Regions from separate parts of the Anser cygnoides genome. Here region 1 is linked to region 2. A link is a contact called in public Hi-C data. All regions are on one chromosome and are shown on one strand. Each heading gives the region's core, a stretch centred on a gene start, on an enhancer-like site or on the middle of the called end of the contact. The rest is flanking DNA. Distances are from core to core; before and after follow the strand shown. Region 1 overlaps IQSEC1 (IQ motif and Sec7 domain ArfGEF 1). Region 2 overlaps LOC106040055 (a long non-coding RNA gene).

Region 1 (5,463 bases), core at 2,323-4,822, 240 kb after region 2:
TGCTGAGGAACTGCTCTTCTGACTGCAAACTACCTTCTTTTAACTGAACTCAAAGAGCTGGGACTGATCTCTGAGCTAGGATTCTGAACATCTCTGAAAATTTATCTCTAATGTGTCTTTAAAATATATTTAGCCTTTCACCCCAAATGGAAATTATATTACCTGTTGCACATGTCTAAGAGGCTATGAGGTTATTTGGAAGGAATTCTGAAGGTGAAAAAAAATGACTAAGAACTTCTATCACAACCCTGCCACTCCCAACACACATTTGCTACTAGTTCTATCCATAGAATACACTAGGTCAAGTGTGTTTAAATAAATGTAAAAAATTATTTTGCTGGACTAATCACAAAACAAATGATGAAAACTAATAAAAATTTTAAAAAAATTAATTATCTGGACATTATTCTTGTAAGTAGGTTGTTGTCATTCAGGTTTGCACAGAAAATGACATCATCGTTGACTATCATGAATTAGGGTAGGGTTGGTGGGAATTTTAATTGCAATTATTTTGGAACTTGCCTACATGATTTACCAGACCAGTGATTGATATTTCTAATAAATTCTAATGCACATTTAGTGCACGTTGCTTTTAGGTAAAGCCTTGGACATTTTCCTAAATAGCTTAAGTATCTTCTGAGATTTCACTGAGAGCATTTTCAAGAGCAGTAAGCAATTCTTAGGTAGCAAGCTTCCTTTATGTATCATTGTCACTTTTTCATTCTGTGGGAGTCCCTGGACAAATACAAAACAGCATCTGCAGTCCTCATTCTCTGTCATACTGGCATAAAAGGACACATGGAATTAGCCTCTGCGGAATATCTGCAGTGCAGGACACCTCTTTAGTAAGCCTAGCACTCCGTATTAATCTCTCAGGCAACCTCTAGCATAAAACTGCCAAGGGTAGAAAAGAAAGTAACATTTTAGATCTCACAAGGAGATCAAATTTAATACCAGAGCTGGCATAAGCTAGATCAAGAATTAGGAACTTGGTATGTGCCCAGTTTGATACAGAATTAGGTGAGCATAAAGGCTAACCTAAAGTCCTATTTGCTATCCCAAATACTGGCTTCAAGTTTAAGTCAGAGCTTGAGCTTTGATCTTCCAGGCCTCTCTGGATAACATTATATGCCTCTCCAACCTGAAATTTTAGAACAACAAACAGATTGCAAATGAAAATTAGCCCCTATAAATTTCACTAACTATGAATGAGTGGTCGAAAATCGGGAGTAGTTTGCTTCCTGCAGAATCTGCAGAATTCTGCCTCCTTTCACATCGTCCATCTTAACATACAAGTTGGAGGGACTATGCACTACACCACGATGATTCACAGCACATAAAATATTGTGTGACAAGAGAAATCTAACAAAAAAACAAACACATGCATTGGTGCCTTGGCTGTTGTTCATCTATCAGTAAAATCCAGTGCATCCTTACGGTAGTAAGGTATTACAGCATTGATTTCAATTGTTAGATGTGGAAATCAAATGTTGAATATGGAAAATACACGGCAATAAACATCTTTCAAATAGGACTACATTCAGAATAAAGCTTAAAAGGAATGGCTGAGGCTGACTGACATTAACATATTGCAGAAACGCCTTGTTAGGGACAAAGGCTTTGAATATTTACATAGCCTGCATGTAGTTCTTTGTAAGGCATATGGGAGTATGTGGTTGGGTAGAAACTAATTAAGACCCTGAATTCATCCCACAGACGTGAGGGAATATCAGCAGTAGTAGGCTCTTCCCTTCCTTCAGGAGCAACAAAGATATCCAGATTTCAAAATGACTGATTTTCTTAGAAAACCATTTTGCATTATTACATTCTTCTAAACAGTACTAGTCTCAAGCATGAATCACAGTTCCTGATAGTTTTTACTTTTAACGCTATTAACGTAATAGTTGGTGTTCTTTCAGAGGGTAGGACATGGAAAGACTTTAAAAGTTCAGAAATGCTCACTTTGAACTAAGCTGGTTGCAGGGAAAAAACAGTATTTTCAGTATTCTAACTGAAATGATGCTGAAAAAACCTTTTTCCCAGCTGACAAACATGTTGCCATTGTCATAAATGAGGTTAAAAAAAAAAAAAAAGCTCAAATACCTGCTTATCCTGTAGGTCTGAAGAGAGTTCATAGCTCTCAGAAAGTGATCTTGACCTTTTAATAGCTTCTTCCTCTGCTTGTTTTCGTAGTATGGATGTCGAGTGCTGAAGTTTCGGCCTCCGAGATCTCTGTTGTCCCGGGGAGACGGAATACAGCCCGTAAGCAGAATGATCGTAATGGTCTGGGCTTATAGCTGAGCTGTGTGTTATCGGTCCTTGGTGGTAAGCTGATGGGCTATCCAAAGACGTGCCAGTTTCACTGCTTGGAGCTTCACCCTCAACACTAGACAGACAATAAAAAGACAGGAAAATCCTCAGGTGAGTACTGTATACCAAAATCCTCTGTAAACAAATAGCACAGTTTTGCTTTTTATGCTGCCATCCAGCACGTTATTCAAATTCATATGAACTAGTTATTACAGGGTAATGTAGATAATGATGTAAAATACCACAGTTTTCACTGAAATTTAAGCAAGTCTCTATTTTTTTTTTGCAAAGGTCACCTTTAGAAGGTTAGTCAAGCAGGCGAATGGAGATTTCAAGCATTATTTAGCTTTATACATGCTAAGTAACTCACTTAGCAACTGCTGTGTAAAGTAAATGAAAACACTCCATTTCTTAGAAGAACTACTATGAAGAAGAAGAGCTACTATGTTTCTCAAACCTAAAGTTTGGAAAAAATAACTACAACAGAAATCTCATTTATTTATCTGCTAGTGAGAGATTGATCCCTTGGGATACTTTTGGCATGCTTTATAGTAAAGTATCCCAAGGGACAGTGTTTCTGGCTAATGAAAGTAAAATAGTTCCAGGTAGGGAATACACAATAGGAGCTATCTGGCAAATGAAATACTTTCTTTTCACATTAATGCTGCTACTGCTATGGAATAAAATAAAGAAAAAAAAATCAAACCTTCATATTAAAGGGCTGCACACAATAGGAAACATTTTAAAACTGAATCCTAGCCAAGCTTTATCTTGAAGCACTGATGACTTTTTAATGGTAATTTGTTTTTCTTTGATATTTGCAGCAGGACATTCTCACATTGCAATAGTGTACCTGCTCCCTTCCACAGTATCTTTTTTTCACATTTTGCATAAGTTCTTACTATGTGCCTCATCCTGTGTACAGAGAGCATTGATAAAAAAATAATTTTGATTTTTTTTTAATCACTCAAAGACTTTGCAACACTCCTCCACACACGCACAAACAGCAGTGCTTGCAGTACTTCCCCTACCTTTTGTTCACCCTCTACCTGTTTCTACGTCAAAACTCTAAAGGCATACACAATTCCACATGCTCCCACAGTACCTTCTGTTTCACATACTGCTTTCATTCACATACATACAAACATAAAAAATAAAGCCCTTCTGTTGTGTCTCGGAAATGAAATGCTGTGATCCTCGCTACACACACACACCACAGCAGTCCCTTCAGCAGTTCAAAGTACGGAGCGACTTCTGAAAGAGCACTCTGCACCAGACTGCAGTGCCAGGAGAGATCAAGGTTAACACTGTCAGAACTCTCCTCGCCTGCACGCTGTGTACTTTTCAAAGTGCAGGAGAAAAAAGACCCTTCGATTTCTCAAAACATTTCTATAAACATGTAGAACTGAAGCTTTTCTTTCTTTGCCCATCAAAATATGACTCTATCCAAAAGGTATTTTCAAACATACTTTACCCGAGCTGGAAATATTTTCAGTCTACACACATCACTTTTTCCAAAAAGGAAGCTGACAGGAAACAAAATCCCTTTTGCTCAATGACACAGCTGGCTTTCAACTTAAAAATGATAAATTATCCAGAGTTTTGCTAGTGACATTGAAACTGTGTAGCCACTCATTAAAAACAAACAACTTTTTCTCTCTAAAGTAGCCATTTCTTAAATTTATACTATTCTAAAAATGCTTCACTCTCTCTTTAAATACTAAAACATATTCCTCTGTTCTGCTGCTGAACTAAGAGGCCACACTATTTTGTACATCCCAGGTTCCTGATTAAAATCCTATTTGTAAGAACTTTTCATACGCACACGGTGAATTTGTTTTATAATCCAGTCTAAATAAATAGGAAGTCAGGAATTATCACCATGTCCCCCTTCTTAGGATCTGTGACTTTTTTGCCTTCCCCTCCCCTAAAATGTGACCTATTTAATAATAACCCTGCCACGTTGATTACAATCTCACAATGACATCTTAATAATGATACCCTCAACGGATCACTTAGCCTTTTCTCAAGAGAAATAATACTGCCCTGATCAGGAAAAAAAAATGGAAGTGGGTCTACCCAAGGTTCTGATTAAAGCTAGGGGTTTCTTCTCTGTTTTTAGTTTTCTTTCATACTTTTTCCAGGCAGAAATAAGAACCATAAATGAGTTGTACTGCTTGATCTTGTTTTGCTCACAGGCCTATTCCCTGCCATCACATGTCTGACCTTTGAAGCAGGGAAGTAATTATCTTTTACAACATGCAGCCTCCTGCACAGCAGTAGGGCAGCCCTTTAAAGCAAACGAGAATGCACAACTGGTACTGTGTATTGAGGGCTCTTTCCCATGCCGTCTTCCTTGTCCGTTAATTTAAGAAGAGCTGAAGCTTCACACGAGTGATTTCATAAAAATGCAGCTCCAGTGACAAAGAAAACCAGCTTGCTTTCTTCTTATTATGACTACATATGTTTGGAAAGGAAAAATATTTCAAGAAATATTACTTGCGTGAAGTTCTGGTGCCGACAAAAGATGATTGCTCTGCTGTGGAGGAAGTGCACGCAGAGCATCGTGCAGCAGGAGTTCGCCATTCACAATGACCCTGCCCATGTCTGTTTGAAAGACTGTATGCTCAAAAAGGTACCTTGGCTTCAAAACAGAGCCAGTCACTGCAGGGTTAGAAGCTTCTTTTGTCTACCCTTGCACTAGAAAGGCCAACAGACAAAACTATCAGGGACACTGTTCCTAGCTTGCAACATTGGTAAGAGTAAGTCCCCCTATGGCTAGGGGATAGTTAGACACTTCTCCAGCACTACTTCCTTACACTTCCCCATATGGATGAGAAATTTAGTACCTTACGTGCACTGCAAAAACGGACAACGACATAACACCGACCCAGTCTCTAGTAGAATTAATAAGAACTTCTTAATAAAGGTCTCTGATTTGAGGCATCTGCCAGTATCCATACATGTCCAGTAGAATTACTGATAATTTCAGTACTCAGAGAAACTTACAGACAAATTTGGTTCATCTCCCCTGCAATTTACAACTGCGTACTACTAGGGAGAACAGCGATGCAGCAAGTATTCAATTCAGGAGAAGGCAGAGCAGTTGTCATCAACCTGTTATTTTTAAAACTTCAATTGCAATGTCACCCT
Region 2 (5,637 bases), core at 2,877-5,376:
GATGATTAGAAATGTATAGCCTGCATCTCTTGAAGAAACCTTGAAAAACAGCAACAAATTTGTCCTAGAAAATGCAGAATAATTTTAACACTGTTATCCTCTCAACCCCTCAAATCATTTTGGAATGCATTGAATGAATTCAATATGAATTAGAGATTTGTATTTTCTCCCCAACAGGTGTGTGAGCCAGACTCACCTGAATGCTATCTAGTCTCTAGAGTCGTGCATCCTCTGGAGACTGGGTTTTATATAAATTATTAGGTAACAGTGAGTGAGGCACAAAAGAGGGAAAAGTTTGTTGACAGCACTGAGTGTATCTGACTATCAAAAATCTTAGCATTTCTCCACACAGACAAAATAAGACAAATCTTTAAACAGTTACAAATAAGTAAATTCACCTTCTGCTTAGTATATCGTGTCTGGGAAATGGAACAGTGTCTGATCTCATGCATTGGCTTCCCAGGTTTTGAAGCAGTAAGTTTATGTAGCACCATTCAAACACAACTCCACGTGGTGAGTTTCTTACATTACACCACCAAGTTGTATTAGCAAATTTACTCTCATCAATATGTCACTTCCTTAAGAAAACATACATAGCATTTTCTTTTGCCAAGTGTCAAACCACTTTTCATACCTAGAATGATCTATTTTAATACTGCTTGCAAAGGGAAAAATGTTTATCTATGCACAGCATTGAAATAGGGAATGAACATGAAAAATACAGAATAATGAGGATGGCTCTGCCCTTTGCATGAAAGTATTTTTTCTGATAGCCCCTTAATTTCCCCCTAATGTAAACCCAGTTCCACACAAGTTTTGTGGTGTGGGTTTTTTTTTTTCTTGTTTTTTTTTTTTTTTCCTTCTCCCAGTGGGAATTAGATAGTTTTGAAGACACTGGTAGGCATCTGTCTGAAGATCTCGTGGAATCTGCAGCTCTTAATTCACTCCTTAAAAGTAGTTTCAAGTTGTCAAGATAAGTTTGCATGCCATATTCAAAGGACAATCTTTCATACCCTTGTTTTCACATGCAATAGTTTAGATACCCAAAATCACCTCCTTACATCTACATTGCTTACAGAATTTAGTGCAGAAGAAATGGGTGTTGTTCATCACCTGCTCTAGAGAACACTGCAGAGTAATTGGCTGTTAGTGGTTATTGGAAAGAGACTGCCTTTTGGAAGTACACAGCTGGTGTTGGTCAGATGCTTTAAAAAGACAATTTCTAAGGAAATTGTCTTCCATTTAATGTTTTCCCCTGCTTTTGTCTGGAGAAGTGTCTTTTTTTTTTTTTTTTAATTGATTGCTAGCTTGCCCCAATCCTGGTCATATGTCAGGTACTTTTTCTAAGCTAACATTTACAGAAACTTGGATCCTTTTAGCTAGCTATTACACTCAAATAGGGTGTACTTTAAGATGTGTTAGTGAGTTTGTGGGGACTTAAGATTTAAACTCCTACAGTGTAGTCAGCTACATTGTAGTTTAAATATGCAAGCTTAAAATAGGGGACTGCTGTTTTTAGTATCTTCGTCTAGACTTTACAATTTAAAAATATAAATGTAGGAAAACATTTTGTTATTTTTATGACTAAATTTAAAGAAAATAGTACACTTGTAGTAATTTAGCTGTAATATCAATTTTTGAATGGGTTAAGTAAGCTTTAGATAGAAGTGGCTTAGATAGAAGCAGCTTTGGGAAGCTGCTGTACCTACCTACTTGCACTACCTAATCAGGCGAATGACAGCAGAGCTAGACAACTGACGTTTTTCAGAGTACAGTATTAGATATACAAGTTAAAGATCTTAAGTGACTATCACAGGGCCAGGAGACTGGTAGTTATGTGTGTACAAAACCCCTGTTGGTTATAGTGGTTATATCTGGTGGCCCTTTAGAGATTTGTGACAAGTTTTCTGGTAAATTTGAGGCAGAAAGAAAGTAGAAATCAGTGTCAGCAGTTCAGTTCAATTCAATAATCAAACTGAAAGTAACTCAACTGAAGTCTAAAAATGTCTTGCAAAACAAACATGGAAAATGACCTTTTAAAGATAAAGAGCCTCAATAATTTTGTTATCAATCTGTGATCCCGGTGACATTGAATCCAATCTCCTAAAGATTCTCAGAGGATGTCCCTGGAGGACAGAGTCTGTTACCATATGCTTAGCTAGTTTATCAGTCCACTGTATAGACAGCTGCCAAATTTATCTAAAAACAAAAGCAAAAGCAGGAAAAATGGTAGCTACTTGTATAGGTTATTATTTTACCTTTGGGAAGGGAATTAGTTCTCTGAACTGAGTAAGCATTGACTAAACCTACCAGATTTAACAAGGCAAAGCATAAAATCCTTTTTGACTAACTCAAGCCTTCACTTTTCTCATTCTTGTGAACTTACTCTGTTTGCTTGCTTTCCACTGGCCATTGACTGAGGGCAGTTGTTGACAGTCTGCCTTCAGTCACACCTAAAGTTACAAATGTGACAGGGGTAACTGCCTGTATCAGTATTCATGGTGAAATCCTTGTTTAAAAGACAGTTAAAAAAAAATCACAACCCTTTTTCGTTTGAATAATTCTTTTGAAGTGCATTTTTATCATTTAGTGGTTCTTTAATATGACTGATATCTAAAATTGGATAGGATGTGTGCCGTCTCTTTTCATCTAAGCTCTGGCAACAATTCCATGTAAGGCAAATACCCCTTTGCCTTGGTCTGTTTTAATTTTGTAACCTTGCTCTTTTCTGAGTAAACTAAAATGAAATGATAAAAAGGATACAGAGGGCTAAACTTGTGCTGGAAATCAGAACACCTAGTTATGGGATAGTTTGTTTGTTTGTTTTTCCCTAAAGTACACAGTGGGGACTGCATTTTAGTGCTTACATCTGAGATTTTTGCTGCTTTGAATAGCTCTAAAACTTAATTTAGTAGAGCTGAAAGAAATCTAACATGACCTGGCCAGCAAAAACTAACACACCCAGGAATCTTTTCTCAGACCAAAATCCCAGTAGGATGGTCAGCACCAAAAGATACTACAAAATTAAAACTGAGTATTTCCCAAATCTATGAATGTCATCTTCTATGGAGGAAAAGAAATGTCAAATCTGAGAACAGACCAAAACAGACCAAGGACTCTGTTCTGTGACTCTTGAAGTCACCATAATTCATGGAACTGTAGTAAAATGTAACTATTAGTCTGTAGGGGTTAACAATATGGCATATTTTATTGCCAATTTGTAAATCTAAAATGCCTTTCAGCTGATCAAAAAAACCAGTTACCCTTTCTCAAATGATACAAAGTGTTTAGGATGATTAGCCTAAACCCTGGGATTTGTCTCCTTTCAATTCCACTATGAACTACCCACGTCATTGATCTGTTGCTCTCTTTTCTAATTGCCTTAGTACGTGAACCACAAGGGTGGGAATACAAGCTACGTGGTGATCATAAACTCCTGTGGTGAAGCGAGTCACGGGAAAACTACCTCTTCACAAAAGTACACATACTTGCTCCCATTTCCTTGGATTTTCCCCAGCTCTTTACTCATGGCTCGTTCTACCCAGAACCTGGTTTGTTTCTGTGAAGTCTCCACAGAAAATGACTGATGGGTTAAACTGAGCGCTCTCCAAGGTTGGAAGGTATCAAAAGGAGAGCAACCTTATTTCAGTTTCACAAAGCACCTATCGTTCTCATTTTCATTTTCTTCTAGTGTGTTTACACAAAATGAGGCAATAGGGTAAACTTCAGTGGTCTGTTAATATAGAAATGTTTTGGAAGTACGATGTATAAAGCTAAATGATTTCTACTAATGAAATAACATATAAATGCATCCAAAATTTAAAGAGACTCACATTATAGCACTAAGAAAAACAATTCCATGAAGGGAAACTAATACGTTATCTCATCCCAGTTCCCTCGGTATTGGCGTGAGATGGCCAAAAACATTCAAATGATCAACTGGACACAAGTTGGCAGGCTAGGAGACTAAATAATGCAGGTGTAAATCTCAGTGGAACAATATATGACAAGGAAGCATCAAGGAAAGGCTTTAATGTTATTTAAGTGTACTACTGCTTGAGTATCTACAGAATGTAATGCCTTTACTGCGGTAACATGTGCAACACATGACAATCAGCTCTATTTTTCAAATAAATCCAATCTTCTCTGAAGTCAAAAAAAAAATGAGAAAGAGTCCAACTTTCCATGAAGCTCTAAGAAATCTATGCAGTGTTAGCTGGGCTTCATTCACGTTTGTAGTTACTCCCACCACAAAGTGACCTGCTTTCCACTACAGGGAGAGTGATAAAGTCATTAGGACTTTTCCTCTGTTTTTTTTTTTTTAATTTGTTTTGCAAAACAAATATTAGCAGGTTTCTGGGCTGACATTTATATGATATAATATTTACATAATAAATATTTGTAAAAATTCCATCCATGACAGACTGGATGAGTAACCGGAGATAAAATTAGCTTAAATCACAAATCAATACAAAGGATAACTGCCCACACTCCGGGAACCACATTCTGCTGATGATTTCATTTCAGTATTTGCCTCTGCATTCCACTCTTAATTGTTACAGGGCAGGGATCAATGTTCCCTTCTGTGTTTATGTAATATTTTGCACACTTTGGGTACTGCCAAAACCAAATGATACATATTAATGCAAATACATGGTCAGCCAAGGAGGTCTGCTTAAAAGCTATTACTGCACCATAGTCTTGTTAATGTTCAACTGCCAGTAAACAGGATTCTTGGCAAATGTTTACGCTATGAACTCTGGTCATGTGCTGCTGAGTTATTCACTTGATGTACATCAGTGCACATTTATAACCGGAGAGGTGAAATATTTTTTTTTACCTGTAAACCTCAGGTTTATTGCTACTCACTCTCTTCATCCAGGTAGCCTTTTGTTTCCAATAGGACTAATGGAATTGAACCAACACGAGGGGCTTCCTACTACTTGAATTACATAGCTATGTGTGCAAGTGATGGATCTAACAAAAGTCTTCAGAAGGGGAGTGAAGTTCTGTTTACTGTCTAATGTATTTCTGGTTAAGAAGCTATCAATCTAGTGAGTACTGTGCTATTACCAACAGAACAAGAAACTGTAATTGAAATAGCGAAATAGCCTCTTACTACTGACAGCTCAAGCTGTCAGGTTGTGTCACTCACATCTGCTGCTAGCCTGAAAAAAAAAACAAGTCTTCCATCTATTTCTTTGTTCTTTTTTGTTCAGTTAGGTACAACACAGCAACTTGTATTACACTTGTTATAATGTGGAAGAGTCAAGAGTTAGAAAACAAAGCTGACCTGAAGCCATCCGTAGTCTTAGTCTTTTTGCAGCAAAATGAAAACTAACCTCAACTGGTGGGTGCCATCATTTGAAAACGCAGCGAACAAATCACTGACTCTGTATTTCATGTGTTGTGACTGAAACAGATGAACCTGCAGGCAGAATCTCAACCTTCAACACTAGCTTAAGAGAGAAATAGGGGCAAATTCTAAGGAAAAGTCTAGTGCTTGGTCTAATTCTGCTAATGTACTAAATGAAACCCAAAATTAAGGGAATGGATCAGTACTTCCTCATTTCTCCATCTACTGTAAAAACACAATCATTCACTGATCTCACTGGAAGTAAGATCTATGCTCCTTTT

The links. Hi-C and Micro-C count contacts between places; a contact is called where the count stands out from the background.
Region 1: a Hi-C map of liver shows a contact between it and region 2, with 13 times the contacts expected there. The contact joins two enhancer-like sites. A contact is called at or near these places in 2 of 7 Hi-C or Micro-C datasets (both in liver).

What each region holds. Positions count from the first base shown.
Region 1 is chr10:21,380,964-21,386,426 of Taihu_goose_T2T_genome, forward strand. It overlaps IQSEC1 (IQ motif and Sec7 domain ArfGEF 1), which reads right to left. Exons shown (of 17, transcript XM_013187648.3): 5 at 2,104-2,386. Among named protein-coding and RNA genes, the nearest start is that of ACAD9, 61 kb to the left of the region's middle. Within about 2 kb of position 3,573, at least 3 of the 3 cell types and tissues checked have open chromatin away from gene starts, as enhancers often do. A contact at or near this core is called in liver, where this site is marked.
Region 2 is chr10:21,145,090-21,150,726 of Taihu_goose_T2T_genome, forward strand. All of the region lies in intron 1 of LOC106040055 (a long non-coding RNA gene), which reads left to right. Among named protein-coding and RNA genes, the nearest start is that of RAB43, 18 kb to the right of the region's middle. Within about 2 kb of position 4,127, at least 2 of the 3 cell types and tissues checked have open chromatin away from gene starts, as enhancers often do. A contact at or near this core is called in liver, where this site is marked.